Linked DNA regions of Mus musculus: region 2 is linked to region 1. Evidence: chromatin contacts called from public HiChIP or PLAC-seq data. All regions are on one chromosome and are shown on one strand. The core of a region is the stretch at or near the end of the contact, and the rest is flanking DNA. Distances in the headings are between cores, read along the strand shown.

What was found. HiChIP or PLAC-seq counts read pairs in DNA pulled down with a chosen protein or histone mark.
Region 2: a contact with region 1 is called in an H3K4me3 HiChIP or PLAC-seq map of embryonic stem cells, with 16 read pairs. The contact joins the promoter of 2810433D01Rik here to the promoter of Fam171a2 in region 1. A contact is called at or near these places in 3 of 39 promoter capture datasets (all in embryonic stem cells), 4 of 115 datasets of contacts at active chromatin or transcription factors (embryonic stem cells and pancreatic cancer cells) and 2 of 9 other capture datasets (embryonic stem cells and pancreatic islet).

What each region holds. Positions count from the first base shown.
Region 1 is chr11:102,446,117-102,449,335 of GRCm38.p6, reverse strand. Fam171a2 (family with sequence similarity 171, member A2) reads left to right here and starts at 1,673. Exons shown (of 8, transcript NM_199200.2): 1 at 1,673-1,938. The coding sequence starts at 1,821.
Region 2 is chr11:102,622,912-102,626,130 of GRCm38.p6, reverse strand. It overlaps 2810433D01Rik (RIKEN cDNA 2810433D01 gene), which reads left to right and starts at 1,715. Exons shown (of 4, transcript NR_033474.1): 1 at 1,715-1,853.

The DNA.
Region 1 (3,219 bases), core at 424-2,923:
AAAACTGGGGTGCGGTGGGGGGGTCTCTCTGGGGTGTCTCAGCTCCATGTCAACTCTGGGCTGCCTAGAGACATCAGGAGATCCTTGAACGAAGGCAGCAGTAGCCTCTCTGCCCCACAGATAACTCCTGGCTGTGGCAGGCACAGGGATAATACAGTGGGCAAGCAAGGCAGATTCCAGGGAGCTCTGACAGATTGTGAAGTCGGCTTGAGACCAACACGATGAAATTCACCAAGGAAGAGCGCTAAAGCCTGCACTTAGGTTCCAAAAAAAAAAAAAAAAAAAAAAAAAAAGTTACATAAGCACAGAACTGGGAAATATGGTTACACGGAAATCTCTATTAAAAAGGAAGAGATGCTGCGTGCAATCCCCTCTACCCTTGGCTGGCTACTCCAGGGTCTGAGGTGGGGGGCGGGGGCGGTGAGAAGAAGGAGGAGGAAGAGGAAACAGATGGAAATGAGGGGAGGAGAAAGAAAGAAGGAAAAGAGGGAAAGAGGAAAGGAAGGGATGAAGGGAAAGACCTGGTGACTTTGCCCCCTTAAGTAGAGAGACTTAGTCAGAGGGAAGCCTGCTGCGTCCCCTAGGGGAAGCCATCCTTGTCATAGGTCTCCTGGGTAGCAGGCTGTGCTGAAGAGGTGACTGGGCAGAGAGAACGACGCAAAACAGAAGCTAAGGGATAGTGACAGCCAGAAACGATAAGGAGAGAAAGGTTGTTTGGGAGCTTGTCTTCAAACATGGGGTTCAGCGAAGGAAGATCCAGTTTGTCAATCAGGATGCCGGAACCAATGGGATTCTTTTGTGGGGGGAGGCGTCTGCTTCCACTTCTACAAAACCTCTCTAGCCAGATGTCTCCTCCAGAAGGAGGTCTTATTACTCCAAGGGAGGCAAGCCCCTCCCCGGCCAACAATAGCACCACTTACTGCACCGGTGCACCTGTCAGACTTGTGTCAGAGGACCAGGAACTGGCTATGTAGAGCAAAGTGGCCTTGAACTCACAGAGCTCTTCCTGTTGGGATAAAAGGTGCCTGGCATTCCTCCACCATCACCCCGAACCACCCCTCACACACACCTTGGTATCTCAACCACGTTACTAGGTAGAGATTATTATGATTGTCACTTTAAAGGATAAGTGAGGCTGAATATAGCGGCTTGCATTTGAAATCCCAACACTCTGGAAGCGGAGGCAGGAAAAGGGCCATGAGTTCGAGGTCATTCTGAACTTCAGACCATCCTCTTTAAAGCAAGAGAGGCTAAGAAGGCTGTAAGGAACTTGTCTTGCCTGTTTCTGAATGGAAGTCATGGGGGGCGGGGGAGGAGGCTGACATGACCACAGGTCAGCTTCCCAATGTTGGATGGAGACCGCAGCCTCCTCAACACTACGGAGCTCTCGGTGTGGGAGAAGAAAATTCTCACTCTTTCCAACTACAGCCCTTAGGAGTAGGCAATAGCCATTCTCCTACCCCTCAATTTTACACCACATCTCAAGAGCTCTCCAACCCCAACCCGGGTAATTGCCCCCTAATCGCTGCACTCCATTGCTGTCTGGAATCTTGGGTTACCGGGTGGGGGCTGCCGGGTGGGCTGCAGGCAGAGCCGGGCCTCGAGGGGGCGGTGCCCGCTGGCCCGCCGTGCCGGGTGTCGACTGCAGGGGGCGCTGGCGGCCGCTCCGGGCAGAGACAATCGCGCCGAGCGGGCGCCGCAGCCGGAGCGGGAGCCCAACCCGGAGCTGCACAGAGCGGTGCAGAACTGGGGCTGAGCGGGGCCGGCCGATCAGGGCCGGGCGGCAACGATGGACCGCTAGGGCCCGGCCGAGCCCCGCGATGCCGCCGCCGAGTGGCCCCGGCGTCCTCGCGCGGCTGCTGCCGCTGCTGGGGCTGCTGCTCGGCGGCGCCTCCCGGGCTCCCGGCAAGTCTCCGCCGGAGCCCCCCAGCCCGCAGGGTGAGTATCGGCCTCGAGGGGCGGCGATCGTGGGCCTGTACCCTGTGATCGGCTGCCACCGCTGGCCCCCTCTTCACGGTGCTAGTGACTTGGGATGCATTCTGCTCCCAGGATGGCGGGGGGAAGGCGACCTGAGATCGGTGCTTCTGGGGGAGAGATTGGGGGACTGTTTGCTGCGGGGGTCTTGGGGAGACACAATGGAGAGGGCGAGGGTCTCCAGGCTCGGCGCTGCCGCCTCCTCCGACTTGTTTTTCTCCCTCCTGGTCCGCGAGGCACTGCAGCCAGAGCTATTGTCTGCGGAAGACACCCGCCCAGGGGCGGGCTGGGGCGGGCGCCGGCTCCGCAGCCCCCCGCGGGTCCCTAGCTGCGACCCAGGCTGGGTGGGGGCGCAGACATCGGCTGCCACCCTGGCCGGACTGGGGCTGGGAGCTTAGAGCTGGGCTGCGAGGGGGGAGGGGAGAGGGGGAGTGGGTGAGGCTGTAGGCGGGATTGACTGCTCGAATGGGGTTTTCACCCAGGAGCCTGACAGCTTCTAGCCAATCCCCCCCCAGGTTTAGAATTTGGGGCTCACCGAATAAACACTGATCAGCTCATGCTAGAGGGAGGGGATGCATTTGGAAGGGGGGGGGCGAGTACAGGCGTTATTGTGATTCCCGGCTCAAGGCGCATGGCAGGGCTGTGGTCACGGAGCCATGCTGAGCTGGCTGGCTAGCTGTGGGCAGTACCAGCTGAGAGGGCAGGTGTCTGGGTCCTTGTCCAGCCTGTCTCTTGCTACTACTCTCTTCTACCAGCTTCCCTTCTTCATTTCACTCATTCCCCCGCCCCCAAAGGAGACCCTGACCCTCCTAACGCCTAACCTGGCCCACATGGGTGTGTGAGGTGAAGGTAGAGCTGGCCCCTGCATTGGGAGCTGGACACCCTGACTCCACAGCTCACTCGTGGGTGCTCTGGGCCTCTCTTCTCCTCATCCCTGCTTCCCTCTCCCACCTTTCTGGTTCCTGCGCCACCACCCCACAATTGCTCTTCCTTCCCTGCCTGCGGTTCCATCCTGAAACAGTGTTCTTTGCTCCTTATGCCACCCCCCCCCCACACACACACACACCAGAAGCTAGCAGGAAAGGCGGAAGGCGGGGGTCTGGTTGAGGGAAGTAGGGTCCGGATGAAGGAAGGAGGTCGGATTTCCTCCTGGAACAAGGCAGGGCTAGCCAAGTGGAGAGATGCAGATACTGTATGGAATGCCAAGCTTTGAGGGTGGGGAGGGATCTTCCTGTGCCTCAGTCT
Region 2 (3,219 bases), core at 466-2,965, 180 kb before region 1:
AGAACCCCTATCATGAAAATTCAAAGAAGAAGGAGGAGGAGGGAGAGGAGGAGGATGGAAGGGAAGAAGGAAGGAAGGAAGGAAGAGAGAGAGAGAGAAAGAGAGAAAGAAAGAAGGAAAGAAAGAAAGAAAGAAAGAAAGAAAGAAAGAAAGAAAGAAAGAAAGAAAGAAAGAAAACTGGGATTTAAAGTAGGCCTACATAATTCTGGAAGCCCAAGACCTGCCTTGGACATCATCTAATCTGTATAGGAGACAGAAGCTTTTCATTGGAAGAGAAATGCCATCTCTTCTAGACATACTTAATGTGAAGAGAAAGACATCATAGCCTCTGACCCAGCCAGCCCTCTACCCATTCCTGGCTTCCCAGTGGAGACAGAGAACATGCAGACACATGGGTGTGCATACACACACACACACACACAAACACACACACACACACTTGCATGAGTTTCTAACCTGCAAAGACTCATATACATGGAGTGCAATTGAACTGAACTAACAAACCACCTGCAGTTCTCCCTCACTGGAGATGTGACAGAGCTGACTGGGTGCCATAACTACAATGGGACCTCAGCTCTGCCCCATAAGACCTGCATTGCTGCCTTCCCAAGCATCGTCCCGAGACTGCTGATGTACGCACGCCTCCCCCTGCACACTCCCTAGCACCAGGCTCAAGCACATTTCCCATTGATACTTCATTTGTGTGTGCAACTGACCCAGCCCACACCCAACACGTACGAGCTGCCTAATGCCCAGCGTCCTCAGCGACCAGAGACTGGCGTGCAGTCATTTAAGCTTGACAGATGGCTCCATGCATGGATGCATAAACGGGCGACAAGCATGAACGAGAAGCTTAGCGTGGCTGGGGATAAAGCCAGGGGTGGAGGACTTATCTAGCATGCCCTGGCAATCCAGCCAAACAGCGAGATGCATAGGACAGACTATTCCAATTAGCATATGGGGAAGGGAGAATCAGAGACACGTGGTCTCACAGCTAACCAGTAGAGATGGAACCCTTGCCTGGATTTTTTTGACTTACAGCTTACCAATTTAGAATCAAACCCAGGCCCCTGTTATCCCAGCCTACACCCAAGAGTGCTATGTATGGCCAAGCAGATCATACACTGCACAATCCTCGAATGTACTCCTCCAGCTGGAGCCCCGGTAGATAGCAGTTCCTGGAGCTCTTGCGAGATGTCACCCTCTTGACTGTATGCAGACACCCTGCCTCCAGTCTCTTTCCTGAGCTGCTTTGTGAACACATTTCAAACAGTGGAGATATGAACCCCATACCCCCTTTCTCCACTACCCAGGATGCCAGCCAGAAAGAGCTCTTGAAAGGCAAGAGAGGGTGCTCCAGGAATATACAAAGTCCCTCTCAGGACCAGTAATGTCCCCTGCCTCTCCCAGTAAAAGCTCTTCTGTCAGACCTGGTCACGTCCCGTCCCCCCTACCCCCAGAGGCCTCTGACATTTGCCCACACCTGGCTCTATGATTATAGACATCAGTACTCTGAGATGGGAGGTGTAGATGTCCAGTCTCCTATCTGAGACACAACCACGCGGGGCCTGAGGGCTGGGGCCCACCTCTCCCAACAAAGCCCCCTCCCCCTTCACTCGTGTGCGGGGGCCCTGGCCCCACCCGGGGAACAAGGCTGGGATTAATAAGCGCCCAGCTCCCTCCCCTAATGGGCTCCAGCTGCACAAACATTCCCAGAATTCAGAGCCGGCTCTGTCTGGGGCGGCCCAGGCCTCAGCCCCAGCATTCCTGACCCCCTCCCCCCAAGCCTGGGACAGCTGCTCCGGAACTCAGCAACTGGCTGGGGATCGAATCCCAATTCAGCTTTTCCAGAGGTAGGGGGCACTGAGATGGCTGGGGCTGGGGCTGCTGGCTGGGGGTGGGAGCAAGGAGAAGGGAAGAGAGAAGGAACTTTAAGAGACTCCTCTGATCCTCACGGATCACGGCCCCTCCCCCCCGCACCTCTCCCCTCCTCCAGTGCTGAACGCTCTCTCAGCAGTAGGTATCAGGGGTCTGCACAGTGTTACCTAATTTGTCTCACCAGGCAGTGCCCTTGGCTGGCATGGCCCAGAAGGAGGTAGCAGCCTGTTCTGAGAGGAAAGATAAGCATCTGCCCTTATGTTTAATAAAGAGATCCGGCTGTGTCTTCTCAGACCCTGTGGCCAGGCAGGAACTTGTACAAACAGGTTCTTATCAAGAAGGTGAAAGAGGCCCAGGATGCAGTTGAGTAAAGTGCTTGCCTAACTGAGCAGAGGGCCTGAGTTTGACACTCCCTCCCTCACCCCAAAAAAGGGGGTGTGAAGATGCAGGGGGAGCAGTGAGGTGCATTTGGGGACCCAGGGACAGGAGTCCCAAGGGGACACAGGTATACTGTATTGATAATATAGACCTGTCTTCTTTCCACCTCTCGATCCAGGGCCAGAAGAAGTTGTGCGTGCGCCCTGTACCTGTCGCCCAAAGTTATGCTAGCTGTAGACAATGGTGAGGGTCCATCTAGGGAACTGGGGGACCACATAGGGACTAATGAAAGTATAGGTATGAGTGTGTGTGTGTGTGAGAGAGAGAGAGAGAGAGAGAGAGAGAGAGAGAGAGAGAGACTGCTCAGAAGTGTGTCTATGTTCCTGTTCCTCACACATTCCATAAATGAGTCAAGTACACACTCACCAGGGAAGGCTCCCTGTTGCCTACTGTCCTAGTTAGGGTTTTATTGCTATGAAGAGACACCATGACTACAGCAACTTTTTTTGTTTTGTTTTGTTTTGTTTTTTCGAGACAGGGTTTCTCTGTGTAGCCCTGGCTGTCCTGGAACTCACTTTGTAGACCAGGCTGGCCTTGAACTCAGAAATCTGCCTGCCTCTGCCTCCCAAGTGCTGGGATTAATGGCGTGTGCCACCACGCCCGGCTGACTACAGCAACTCTTCCAAAGGAAAACATTACATTGGGGCTAGCATACAGGTTCAGAGGTTTATTTAGTTCATTATTGTCATGGTGGAGCATGGCAATGGCAACAGGCAGACAGGGTGCTAGAGAAGGAGCTGAAAGCTCTACATCTGGGTGGGCAGGCAGCAGGAAGACAGAATGATAGTGAGCCTGGCTTGAGCTTCTGAACCTTCGAAGCTCACTCCCTATGACACACTTCCTCCAACAAGGCCACATCCCCCAATACTGTGCTTCCTGTGAATCTGTGGAGGCCATTTTCAT